Regions from separate parts of the Sus scrofa genome. Here region 1 is linked to region 2. The links are chromatin contacts, called in public HiChIP or PLAC-seq maps. All regions are on one chromosome and are shown on one strand. Each heading gives the region's core, a stretch centred on a gene start, on an enhancer-like site or on the middle of the called end of the contact. The rest is flanking DNA. Distances are from core to core; before and after follow the strand shown. Region 1 holds the start of CAMTA2 (calmodulin-binding transcription activator 2). Region 2 holds the start of RABEP1 (rab GTPase-binding effector protein 1).

Region 1 (6,625 bases), core at 3,534-6,033, 74 kb after region 2:
ATATAATGGAAAGTAGAATGTCTTGGAGCCACAAGTTTATATGTATATACAGTGATTCATGTGAAAGAGGAGGAAGAGATGGCTTTGACTTGAGATCTTAAAAATAAAAAGGAGCCAGTCTGATAAGGACCAGGGGGTAGGATTTCCTGCTGTGGTACAGTGGGTTATGAATCCAACTATAGGACTTGTCGTCGTGGCTCAGCGGGTTAAGAACACGGCATAGTGTCTGTGAGGATGCGGATTTGATCCCTGGCCTTGCTCTGTGGGTCTAGGATCCGGTGTTGCAGCAAGCTGTGGCATAGGTCACAGCTCGGATCTGGCATTGCCGTGGCTATGGCATAGGCTGGCACCTGAAGCTCTGATTTGACCCCTAGCCCAGGAACTTCCCTATGCTACAGATGCAGCCCTAGAAAAGAAAAGCAAACAAGAGAATCCAACTGCAGTGGCTGAGGTTGATGGGGAGATGCAGGTTTGATCCCCCACCTACCACAGTGGTTAAAGGATCTAATGGTCCTGCTCCTGTGGTGTAGTTTGCAGCTGTGACTCGGATTCACTCCCTGGCCCAGGAACTTCCATATACGTCGGGTATGGCCATTTAAAAAAAAGAGTTCCTATGGTGGCTCTGCGGTAAGGAACCCCACTGGGATACATGAGGATGTGGGTTCAATCCCTGGCCTCGTTCAGTGGATTAAGGAGCTGGCATTGCCGTGAGCTGTGGTGTAGGTTGCAGACACGGCTCAGGTCCCATGTTGCTGTGGCTGTGGCTCCAATTTGACCCCTAGCCTGGGAACTTCCATGCGGGTGCAGCCTTAAAAATAAAAAAAAAAAAAAAAAGACAACAACAACAAAAATATAAACAGGGGTTAGAAGATATAGTAGCTTAAAAAAGTACAAAAAATAGGCGTTCCTTTTGTGGATCAGCAGATTAAGAACCCAACTGTTATCCATGAGGATGCAGGTCCGATCCCTGGCCACGCTCAGTGGGTTAAGGATCCAGTGTTGCCGTGAGCTGCGGTGTAGGTTGCAGATGAAGGATGAGGCTCGGCCCTGGCATTGCTGTGCTATGACGTAGGGCTAGGATTATAGCTCCGGTTCAACCCCTAGCCTGGCAACAAGTTTACTACCTTTTTGGAGCAGGAAGCAAGTCAGTGAAACTGAAACAATGATCAAGGGAAAGGTGCAGTGCCTCAGACAGGCAGAGGCCGGATCATATAGGATGTTATAAGCCATTGAAGAGAGTTTGAGGAGTTCCATTGCCGCACAATGGGATTGGCAGCATCTGGGAGCACTGGGTCACAGGTTCGATCCCCACCCTGGCATAGTGGGTTAAGGACCCAGCGTTGCCACTTAGGTAGCAATTATGGCTCAGATCTGATCCCTGGCCCAGGAACTCCATATGCTGCAGGGTGGCCAAAAATGAAAAAGAAAAAAAAAGTTTGAATACTATTCTAAGCACAGTAGAAATCAGTGGAAGTTTCTAAGCAAAGGAATGACATGAGTAGACTTTTTTTTTTCCTGCAACTTTTTGTTATGAAAAATTTCAAACAATTGCAGAAGTAGAGAAAATAGTAATCAGGAACCCAGACTATCCTTTTTAGCAGCTGCAAAAAGTATCAGTATGTGGATAATCTTTTTGATACACCCCTTCAGTTTCTTGCTACTCCGACTACTTTAAACCTTAAATGGGAACTCATTTCACATAATCGTTTATAAAATACAACTCACACTGCTCTATGCAGGATAGATTGTTGGGGGATTCATTTGGAAGAGGGACAAGAGTATGAGGCAATTGCAGTGGTCTAGACAGGGGAAGATGAGCTGGAATACGATGGGGGGAGCAGAAATGGTGAGGAGTGGTCAAATTTGAGTGTATGTTTTGCTCTAGCAACTGGGCATTTGGAGTGACTTTCAGCAAGATGGGGAAGGCTAAGGAGGAGGCGTTGTGGGGGCAGTTGAACCTGTCAGTCTGGAGTCCAGGGGAGGAGCCCGAGCTGAAAATATAGATTTGGGTTCGTCAGAACATCGGTGGTATTTAAAGTCATGGACCTGGGTGAGATCACCTAAGGAGGGATGGAGATGAAAAAGATAAAGGGCCCAGGCCTAAGCCCCAGGGCACCAAACATCATTCGGTCTGGGGATTTTGGAAGTGACGAGAACTGTTCTCAAACAGCTTTGCACATCCCTCTGTACCAAAAGGATATTCGTATTTCTGAGAAGGGGAGATAAGGCAGGGGTGAACAGAGGTTCTGCTCTCCTGGAGCCTTGCATTGACTAAAAGGAACCTGTCACATCACCTAAGTACTCGGACCTTCCTCTTTAAGAGCCCTGCTTGCTAAATAAGATGTTCTCTGGTTGTGAGGTGTCAGAGCTTGAGAGTCAGCGAGATCTGAAGTTCAAACAATTGCTAATGGACCCTCACTCTAGCTCCAATCGCCTCTCAAAGCAAAGGCCTTGCCACCGTCCTCAGCTTAAATGGATAAGGGACATGGCCCGAGGGAGCTTGGGCGGCCGTAAGGTCCCATGGTAAGATAAGACCCCTAAATTCCTGGCATGAGTAGATGCTCTAAGGGAAAAGCAAGACCCAAGCCTACCTTGTCCTCACATCAGGTGTTCCAGGGTGGTCAGCCGATCGCCACCCCCCAGCTTGCCTTCCCAGAGCCTCAGACTGACACCCCGGCATTATGGAAACACCTTCTGGGAGAACCTTAGTCAAAAGCCCAGGTTGGTATGAATGGAGAAAAACGGGGACCAAGTGGAAGTGAGGCGGGGAGGCTGTACCATCTTAAACTACCGTAAAGCCTTACAGTAGCAATAAGCACTAGTTAGGGGATAATCATCCCGCTGGCTGATGGACATTGTGGCTCCTAATGCCAGGGAGGTGGTTGGGAGGGGTCATTAGAGAAGCGATATGGATGGGAGTATTATCTCTGCTCTTAGCCCCCTTTTTTTGTGCTTCACAGGCCCACTTGGATGGAGGAACCGTACACCCCACCCTTGCTGGTGTGACAAACTTTCTGCCCTTTGACGTGTTTCGGTTAAAATTGCACCCACTGCCATCCTATCCCGGGCGGTCCTTATTACCCCTTCCCTGTGGCATCCCCCAGCCAGTGCACTAACCCGGCCCTCCTTTCTAAGAATCAGTTATGTTTTCCAGATCACAGGTGCATTTTCATGACTTGGGTTTCCCAAGACCCCTGACCCCCTCTTTCTGTCCCAGCTCCCCTGAGAGATTCAGTTTTGCCTTCTAGCTCCTTTTCCTCATTTTCTGGCACAGAGAGTCACTGGTTGCTCCCAGCTTGGCCTGTACCCCCCTGAGGGGCTCCCACCCCCGGAGATGCTCTGCAGAAGAAAGAGAAGGAGGCAACATTTGGCAGGAATGCAGCAGGGATCTGGGAGCATCCCAGCCCGAGTGAGGGCTGTCACTTATCACCTGGAGGATCTAAGGAGGCGACAGAGAATCATCAATGAGTAAGGACAGATGTCTGGGCTCTGGGAGGCAGATAGGGTATGGGTACAGGATGGTTTGAACTAAGGAAAAGGTGGAGAACTTTGAAGGAATTGGAGGTTGTCTGGGAATGAGCCATGGTCTCGGTAGGACTGAAGCAGCAGTTTCATAATATGGGAAGGAGGAGGGAACTCAGGGATGGGGGATGAGCCCTAAGAGCTGGAGGGGGTGGCACTCAGGCCACTGAAGAAAGGAAAGCACGCCCTAGAACTAGAGGCTAGTGGGGAGCTAGGGGGTACATCTGAGCCCCTGGACTGAAAATACTCCAGTCTGAGGGGAGCAGAAATTTGGGAGTGGAGACAACACCCCTGGTGCCAGCAGGGAGGCTTTCAGGGCAGAAAGGATGAAGAACGGAGAGGCAGGAGCCTGGCTTCCAGGCACCTCTTTCCTAAACCTAAAGTCTCCATAGACTGAAGAAAGCCCAGTGGGGCAGCTCTGGGGCTGCACCTGAGCCGCTGGGGCTGGATGAAGACGGCTGTGGACAACCCAGCACCCGGCGACACCCTGATCCGGAGGAGGAGAGGGCAAACTCCCCAAGGGAAGAGGACGACCTCCTCAGTCCTGGCAGGGCCCAGGTAGGGCTGAAGAGGGACTTGGGGCGGGGGCGTGGAGGGGACGTGGATGTCTTATATGGAGAGACAGCAGAAGCCAAGAACCGCACTGGACAGATGGATTTGAGAGGAACAAAAATAAAGGTTGGCCCCCTGCGGTACAGTGACTTAAGGATCCAGCATTGTCACTGCTGTGACTCGGGTCGCTGCTGTGGCGCAGGTTCTATCCCTGGCCCAGGAACTTCTGCATGCTTCGGGCGTGGCATAAAAATAAAGTAAAATGAAAAATAAAGTAGCTAAGAGCCGGAGACTGGGGGCTGAGGGTGGGTTTGGGGACTAGGAAATCTGCAGAGAGACTTCTTTTTGATTCTCTCGTTATCTTTGTCATCCGTACAGCTGCTTTGGTCTCCCTGGAGTCCCCTGGGCCAGGAGAGGTCTTGTCTCTCCAGGGGGCTGAGTTCTCTGGCCTCCTTCAGCACCGCCACAGCCAGTAGGGACCCCGTTTGCAGTCGCTGGGGGATGGAGCTGTGGTCTGAGGAGTAAGGAGAAGCCGTCCACCCCAAGGTGCGGGCGTGCCTCGGGCCCAAGACGAGTTCTCGGCGCTGGAATCTCCGGCATTTCCGACGTCCAGGCCTTCCCCTTCTCCTTGGCCCCCCACCCTCCTCTCCCATCCTCTGGACTAGGCGCAGACAGCCCCCTGGCTTCCAGCCCGCCCCGCCCCTCTCACAGGAGCTCCCCAGCGTCCCCCAAGCCGGCTCCCTGCCCCTGTGCGCTCTTCTCTGTTCTGTTACCAAAACCCAGCAAGTTGAGCCCTTGAGTTGTCTTTCTTTCCGCCGAGCAGTGATGGAGAGGCTCGTGGGGAGGGGGGCTCCTTTCGCCTTCGCAGGGAACCCCGCTCAAATGAAGGGCTGGATCCCCAAATGAAGTCCTGCCCCGCTCCTGCGTTCCCCGCCCAGCAGCGCTGCCGGCCGCCCGCGCCCCACTTCCCCGGCCGAGGTCACGTCAGTCGCCGAGCTTCCGCCTCCGGGACCCCGGCATCCCGCCCCTCGGCACGGCTGCCCCTCCTGGGACTGCCCGGCAGTCCGTCCCTCGGCCTGGCTCGGGGCCCTGGAAGCCGAGGGCCTCGGGCTGGCGCCCCACCCAGAGCCCCACGTGTGCCGCTGACCCCAGGTTCCAGTCGCGACCCTCAGCCCCTTAATTGGGAGGCCCCGCCCCGTGCGCAGTGACGTCGGACGCCGCTGTCAGCCGGCGCTGGGGGGGGGTCGGTGTGGGGTAGAATGGCCGCTGCCGCCGTCACCCGCGGGACCCCGGGAGGTAAGAGCCAGGGCTTCTCGCCCGCCTCTCCGCCCCCGCGCCAGGGGGCGCAGCTCCGCCGGCCGGGACGTGGCGCACCGCGCCGGGGACCACTGGCCCTCCGCCGGGTTCGCCCCGACTCCCCGCTTCCGTCCTCCTCCCCCGCGCCAGGGGGCGCCGCTCGGCGCAGGGCCCCGAGGCGGACCGGCCGGGCCGGACCGTCCCGGGGACCCCCGCACCCGCACTGCCCCTCGCTCGCCGTGCACCCGCGGACTCCGCGCCGCAGCTCCTCCAGGACATCCCGACGTGCGGGCGGGAGACGGGACCCTCCCACCTCGGAGCGTCCCTGGGGACCACCGCACCGCCGCGAGGGGCAGCCCCCGGCCCGCTCCGCACCCTGGCTGGCTGCCTAGCCCGGACTTCGCACCTGCGCCCTGGGGCGGAGTCCTTACCCAACCCAGGCTCGGCTGCACACAGCCGAGCTCGGACGGGCCTCTTGCCCCCTCTCCATCCCCGGACACCTGGCGGAGCCCGCGCCGAGAGCATCCTCCAGCTTCCATCTGTTCCCCCAGAAGGGTGGGGGCCCAGGCTGGAGCCAGAGTGGTAGATGGGGTAGGGTAGGCCTGGAGGCCAAGGGAAGCAGAGGCTTTGGGGAGAGAGGTGCGGAGGGATAGGAGAGGAGAGGGCGGTCTGTCTCAGGGTGGAGGATGGGTTGTCCTGAGGGTGGGAGGCTGGGTCCTGGGTGTGTAGCTCCGTTTCTCCCAGGCCCTGACCAGCCTGGAGGAGAGGGTGTGGATTATAATCAGTTAGCAGATCTGCCCTTCCCCTTGGAAAAATCAAATAGAGAAGGAACTCAGGGTGTGTCTTCTAAGGCCTAGCTCTCTACCCGGACTTAGATCTCCTGCCCTGCCCCCAGCATCCAGGCTCTTATTTGTCAGACCATTCTCCAAGGACCGGATGCTCTGAGTCCCAGCCCCAGGACCTGACCCCATCGCAGCCCCAGCCTCACAAGAGCCCAGGCTGTAGGGCCTCTGAAACGCGCCAGCCCCGCCGGCCTTCTCTCCCCTCCCCCACCGGGCCGGTCTCTTCCTGACGGCTCTGTCCTGTCGTGTCTCCCCGCTCGTGTTCGTTACTGGCCCATGGCTGGGCTGTCCCTCTCCTCCATTCCCGGCTGTACTCTGTCATCACAGTCCAACCGCTTCCTCTCTCTTCCTTATCTTTCCCAGATATCATGACCCAGTTCTGTACCCATCTCCCACCTCATTCTCATCCATTA
Region 2 (7,047 bases), core at 4,511-7,010:
GAACCTATACCTGTCCCACACCATATGACAAAATCACTGGTCCACAGTAAAACAAGATGCAAGACATAGAAGTTAAGTATGTATCTATCGATCCCCAACTTCAAGACCTGGTTCAAAATTCTAATCCAGAAAGTCCTCCCCAATTAAATCAGCCCCTCTGATTATTCTCTCTCTCTCTCTCTTTTTTTTTTTTTTTTTTGTATTCTTATGGCTACACCCATGGCATATGGAAGTTCCCAGGCTAAGGGCTGAATCAGAGCTGCAGTTGCCAGCCTACGCCATAGCCACAGCAATGCCGGATCCAAGCTGTGTCTGCAATCTACACTGTAACTCACAGCAATGCCGGATCCTTAATCCACTGAGTGAGGCCAGGGATCAAACCCATGTCCTCATGGATACCAGTTGGGTTCATTACCCCTGAGCCACAATAGGAACTCCCTATCCTTTTACTTGGCATTCCATTAGTCATACAATATGAAGGCCACTTGCTAAATATTGTTTTATAGCCACTTTCTCATATACAAATCAAAGCCACCTTCCATTTGGTTAATTTTGCCAGAGGCCTGGCCACACATCAGCCCTCAAACTCATACGGAAATACTTCACTACTCATAGCCCAAATTCAAATTTTCAAGCATCATTTCCTATATGCATGTTTCTCTCATCCTCATTTTTCTAAGTCTGAAGTTAGTTGTTTCTGGAAAGTGATAAGACAGATGCACCATCTGAGAAGGAGGCTGACCAACTCTTGGTCCCTGGTCTGGGAGATGACAAGCATCCACTGGGTCCCCATAGTTCAGAACAGGGTCTTCAACTCTGCAGACTTGGATTTGTTTTTTTTCTAATGCACCTGAGGAGAACAGACTCAGAAGTCCTCATTCTCAAAATAATAATGTATAAACCAAATATCCACCTATTAATTAAACACTAGAAATAAAACATCAAAAGAGCCAAACTGCCTACAGGAGAAGGCACACAGAACCCTAAAAATTGCTTAGCAGACTTGCAATCATAGCAGGAAAAAAAAATTTTCTTTTAATAAACAATCCTTAAATGATGATTCTTGCTCTGGACTTAGGTTAGATGCATAAGAGTCAACTGGAAAATCTTTAAAAATACTAACTTCCAGGTCCCATCTCAGACCTCTCAGAGTCAGAGATCTCCACGGGTAGGCCAAGGGATGTGTATTTGGGTGGGAGGGTGCACAGCCACGGCATACAGACGTTCCCAGGTTAAGGGTCAAATCAGAGCTGCAGCTGCCAGCCTACACCACAGCCACAGCAACACCAGGTCCAAGCCGCATCTGCGACCCATGCTATGCTGCAGCTTGTAGCAATGCTAGATCCTTCACCCACGGAGCGAGGCCAGGGAACCCACATCCTCATGGATACTAGCCAGGTTTGTTACTGCAAAGCCACAACGGGAACTCCAGGATGTGTATTTTTAACAGGTGATTGTGAGAGCCTACGAGGTTTGGAAACCACTGTGTAAGACAGTGTGAATGACTGGAGTCGCCCCATTCTCAGCCTGGTGCATCTACCTCTTCCAAGATCTGGTCCACCACGGAGATCAACACAGGTGAAGCAGCAGGATTACAGACGCACTGCCAGTTCTTGCTCTGACTTCTTTTTTCCTACCCGCCGTCTTGACACCCGCTCCTACCCACCCCTACCTTAAACTTCCGGAGCAGACAGGGAATATATAACACAACTGACTAAATAACATTTCCGCTTATCAGACTGACCCTAATTCCTGCGCCTAGACCTGAGTCAGCCCAAACTGCCTAAAGCAGAGTTTACAACAATATCTTGGGGTAACGATATGACTTAATCTTCTGAACTTATCTGCCAAAAATCATACGGTGATTTGTTAGTAAAAAATAATCATTAAATAATCTATCCGCTGACGGTCTGATCAGGTCTTTTTAAAGTTTTGTTGAAAGCAAAGATTGGGACTTGAGTTATAAAAGACACAGAAATCATTTACTTCCTTAACAAAGTGTCCCTCTGTGTGGTGCTCCGGAGGTTTTTCCACCCCAGAGTGATACACCACAGGGAAATTACAGAAGGCGTGGGTAGAGATGTATCTTTCTTTGGTCAAGGAGGAAAAGAGCAATTGTGAAAGAAGAGCTGAGAAAAGAAAAGTCAACAGGCCACAGGCCCATTCTCAAGCAGATGGCTGGTAGGAAAAGGTACAAACTGAAGTCAAGATTCCAGAGACTGATTTGCATTTGAAAAGCACTACACTCTCGGGTGTTACAGGAAATGTTTGTGGACCCACACCCTTCGTTTGAGGACCACTGCACCACAGCATTCCGGGCAGAACACGGGGTGAGCAAAGCCTGAGAGGCTGGCAAGTCCGAGAGAACAGAAAGAACATTCTGACCTCAGTGCAGCATGCGCAGAGGTAGGGTAGACCGGGAAGGAGAGAAGGCAGGTGAAGGTGTACCGACGTTCTGGAGAATGAAGATGGGCAAGTACTAGGAGCTAAACAACATAACAGATGTGATCCTGTGACACCTGCCTGACGGTGCTGACTTTCTCCAGCAACACTTCTGACAGCCCCAGAGCAGCCTGGGAATCTGGGGACACATGTGTAGAAGAAGGAGGGAGTGAGGGACTTGAGGATATTAGCCAGCACACAGCTGAGATGACTCTTACAGAGAGGGTGAAGGTCATGGGGAGCTCACGGAACCAAGGGCGGGAATGCTGCAAACTGCATGAGGCTCGGTTCTGAAATGCTACAGTTTATAATATACCAAAAGGAATACCCTTTGAAATGATTCAAATTCATGATGAAAAACCTGATGAAACATTTTGGATGTCAACTCAGAACCACTTCAGGGGACAGAAAAACTTTTCAGATTACTTTAAGAGGTATTTAAGCAAAAAAGTCTGCAGTGGCCTTGCTCTTTGCAGGAGAACAACAGCTCCAGTTGGGAGCCGCGAGAGAGTGTCCCTAGTCAAATTCATATGATCCCCTTTGCCAAGCGACCATTCCATACAGCAGAAATAATTGGTTCAGGAATGGACAAATGCCTTCATCTGGGTCAATTTTTTTTTTTTTTTTTTTTTTTTTTTGGTCTTTTTGCCTTTTCTTGAGCCGCTCCCGCGGCATATGGAGGTTCCCAGGCTAGGGGTTGAACTGGAGCTGTAGCCACCGGCCTATGCCACAGCCACAGCAACGCAGGATCCGAGCTGTGTCTTCGACCCACACCACGCTCACGACAACGCTGGCTGGATCCTTAACCGAGCGAGGCCAGGGATCGAACCCGCAACCTCATGGTTCCTAGTCGGATTCGTTAACCACTGCGCCACGATGGGAACTCCTGTGTCAATAATCTGAGGAGATGTGCTAAGAGCGTCTGGGACTCGTTGTCTGCCATCCTGCGTGAACCACGGGGAAAGATTTCTATCGAGTGTTGCCCCAAACCACTGTTGCCATTTCACGGGCAGCCGTGGATGAAGGCAAGCATAGCTGAGAAAATTGTGAAGCCAAGACCACTAGATTCAGTCAATCCTGAAACCATTTTACCTCTTGACTTCCAATTAAGAGAGCTTATATACTTGTTTTTTTTTTTAAAAAACTCTTTTTTTTTTTTGGTCTTGTTGCTATTTCTTGGGCCGCTCCCACGGCATATGGAGGTTCCCAGGCTAGGGGTCCAATCGGAGCTGTAGCCCCCAGCCTAAGCCAGAGCCACAGTAATGCGGGATCCGAGCAGCGTCTGCAACCTACACCACAGCTCTCGGCAGCGCCGGATCATTAACCCACTGAGCAAGGCCAGGGACCGAACCCACAACCTCATGGTTCCTAGTCAGATTCGTTAACCACTGCGCCACAACGGGAACTCCGAGCTTATATACTTGTATTTTGTAAGCCAGCCTGAGTTGTATTCCGTTACTTACAGACAAGAGCATCTTAAAAAAAAAAAAAAAAAAAAAACCTTCCTTAACTTCTGAAAGGTCAGACCCTACCAAGCACTCAACATTTGTAACAACATTTGTAACACTCCTCACCAAAGTCTTCAGCAACAACAGCAGGAAAGAGGCTCTTCCCTGGTCCTCTGAACCAGCACTTCATTCACCTCTTTCTTTGTGCTACAGTTATCATGTCACATCCTGTTCATTGCTCTCCTCGGGCTACAGGATAGAAACCTCACAGGGCTAATTGCCACCCACCCCACCCCCGTCAGGCCCCCAGTCTCCCCATCTTCTGTCCTACCCTCGCCAGTGACTGCTGGAAGCTGCAGTCATGTTTAGGGTCCTGCAGCTCAAATACTTCTCTTTTTTTGCTTTTTAGCGCCCCACTTGAGGCTTATGGAAGTTCCCAGGCTAGGGGTCTAATCGGAGCTGCAGCTGCTGGCCTATGTCAGAGTTACAGCAATACCAGATCCAAGTCGAGTCTGTGACCTACACCACACCCCACTAAGCAAAGTCAGGGATCAAACTTCCGTCCTCATGGGTTTGCTACCACTGAGCCACAACAGGAATTCCCTTATTCTTTTTTTCTGACTGCACCTGCAGCATGCAGAAGTTCCCAGGGTCAGGGATGGAAACTGCACCACATCAGGGACCCAAGCCCCAGCAGTGCCAACACGGGATCCTTAACCTGCTGAGCCACCAGGGAACTCCCAAACACATCTTACTCTTTAAAGCTTCTTTGCCTTTGAGAACAGGTTCCTGCAATACTATTGCCCACCTTGTGCACTTAACAAACATCTACAAGACTCAGCTCAAACATGAAGTGTCTTCCATTCTCCTTCCCTGTCCCCAAGAGTCCAATTTGCAGTAGTTACTTCAATGTACTGTTAGCCTATTTTCATCTCTGCTTCTCCTTCTTTAGACCTTGAGTAAAGATGGTGGTCTATTCACCTTGATAGAATCCCAGTGCCTAGCACATTTTGGATACCTGGTAAATAACTGTTAAATAAGTTGGTGTAAATGTCTTATCTACATAAATCTGTGACATCCTTGAGGACTAACTGGATATTTCATTCATTTTTGTATCTAAAGAGCCTAGAACAGGATCTGACACAGCTGATGTCAATAACTATCTGTAGAAATAAGTTCCTGCTCCCAATCTGGATGACATTTAATTAAAGCACCAGTACCCTCCTTTCGTCTGTCCTCCTCTCCTGGTTCCCACAATCAAGAAGGCTCTATTAACTCTACGCTCAAACCTGTCTCCTTTCTACAGCTAAACCCTCATAGGCCAATATCCCGCATGCCTGCCTTGGCCACAGTCTACCAAGAGGCCTGAAGTTTTTGACACCGCCCGCCATTTCGTCGCTGAAGTTTACTTGGGAATGGACTGTGAAGAAACCACAGCTCCCACGGCCCCCCACGTCGGGACCGAGGAAGGGGGTGTCCCTGCTGCTCCCGCGTCCGCGGCTGACAGGCAGGGAACCAGGGCGGGGACGGGCCCGGGCCCTGCCCAGGGCGTCTGCAGGTGGGGAAATGGAGGGGAGGGGGAGGGGGGACCATAAAGTCCAAGGTCAGAGAGCGAACCGGGTCTGACACCGGCCTAAACGTAGGGTTTTCACGCGGCGCGCGGGCCAGGGGGGTCGGGAGCCCAGTGCCCTCCGGCCCCTGTAGGGACGGAATGAGGTCTCACCGCAGACAGCTACGGCCCCACGCTCGCTCCGCTCGGGCTCCCCGCGCCGCTCTGCCCGCCGGCGCAGAACCACAGCTGTTGTCTTGGTTTCACGGGCGACGGGCATCGGCCACTTCCGGTCCCCGGGCGACATTCCAGCCAATCAGCGCGCGCCGCACTCCAGGGAGGAACAGGTGGTCGGCACGCCCGCTCCTCCTCGCCCTTTTCCAGGCTTCTTTTGCGCCGGTTCTCGCCCTCACTCAAGCCCCGTTTCGCCGCTGCCTGCCACACCAGCTCCCTGGAGTGGCCGTGTGTGCTGGGCGATGACCAGTTAGCCCCAGGATCACTGACGAGCTAGGTCCTCCGAGTTTCCTAGAACGGCTCCAGGGATGCACTTCCGTCCTAAGACTGGCCCCTCTGCGCGCTGCTATCGCTCCCCGAAGCATTGATCTGAGCTTGAGAAACTGGAGGTGGGCTTCGCTTTCTCGCCCGCCGGGCAGAGATCGCGCGACACCCCCTAAACCACCACCTGTAGCCCTTATTTCGTCACTCCCTTCCCTGCGCACCAAGAGCCTGATAAACAGATCCCTACGTCCTAGGACAGGCCCGTCATCTACTGGGGGCGAAGGGAGACCCGCTCTTGAGGTCGGGCAGGACTTTCTGGAGGGAGTGAAGTTTGGGCTGATATCTGAAGGTTGAGCAGAAATTAAGAGTTTAGGCACTGGGAACGGCCTTCCATTCTAGTCTCCGTATTTCTTGAATTTTGAACCTTCGTACTTGTTACTTCCTCTGCCACTCCTGTGCACCGCAAACTTTGTTATTCAGGTCTCGGTTCAAAGGTGACTACGTGGAAGAGGCATTCTATCCTATCTAAAGCCGCCGCAAATTCGGCCGCCCACCCCAAATATCAGGGAAGGCCTGCGATTGGCCTTGTTTAGGTCTGGTGCTCACCCCTGGACCAATCATGGTATTCAGGGTAAAAGGATAGTAGCATTAACCAAATCTGGGTTACCCATCTTCGCCCTTTGTGGGAGGAGGCTTCTGTGTTTGCCTCCCCATAATCCCTGTGGAATAGAGAAGAGAGTGACTGATCACAGAAAGTAATATTACATATATATCCAGTACACAACCTATCAGAAAAGGAAAAAAAGCTTTCACTTGCGTTCACTGGGATGAGGCCCTAGACTATAAGGTCCATCATTGTGGCCATTCTCACACCAATATCCTTAACCCTTTTGCTCTACTGTCTGCAAGTGCGCGGGAAATTTATTAATCCGGATCAGTTAAAATGTTCGGTTTCTTTGCCCAGGCTGCTGACAGCTAGTGGGGAAAATCATGCATTTTGGAAAAGAGCCCCAAAAGAAATTTATGGCCTCCACTTCCCCAGAGGTCTTTCACTTCTGCCCAGAAATCATCTTCTGTTGCCTTAGTCAGCGTTTCTATCATTGCCATGAT

What was found. HiChIP or PLAC-seq counts read pairs in DNA pulled down with a chosen protein or histone mark.
Region 1: a contact with region 2 is called in an H3K27ac HiChIP or PLAC-seq map of alveolar macrophages. The contact joins the promoter of CAMTA2 here to the promoter of RABEP1 in region 2. A contact is called at or near these places in 1 of 5 promoter capture datasets (liver), 11 of 47 Hi-C or Micro-C datasets (alveolar macrophages, blood, brain and 7 more) and 2 of 2 datasets of contacts at active chromatin or transcription factors (alveolar macrophages and skeletal muscle).

The regions. Positions count from the first base shown.
Region 1 is chr12:51,927,011-51,933,635 of Sscrofa11.1, forward strand. CAMTA2 (calmodulin-binding transcription activator 2) reads left to right here and starts at 4,784. Exons shown (of 23, transcript XM_021067750.1): 1 at 4,784-5,370. It overlaps INCA1 (protein INCA1), which reads left to right. Exons shown (of 6, transcript XM_021067760.1): 3 at 2,608-2,721; 4 at 2,961-3,000; 5 at 3,275-3,468; 6 at 3,915-4,454. The coding sequence ends at 4,335.
Region 2 is chr12:51,852,488-51,859,534 of Sscrofa11.1, forward strand. RABEP1 (rab GTPase-binding effector protein 1) reads right to left here and starts at 5,761. Exons shown (of 20, transcript XM_021067732.1): 1 at 5,614-5,761. The coding sequence starts at 5,746.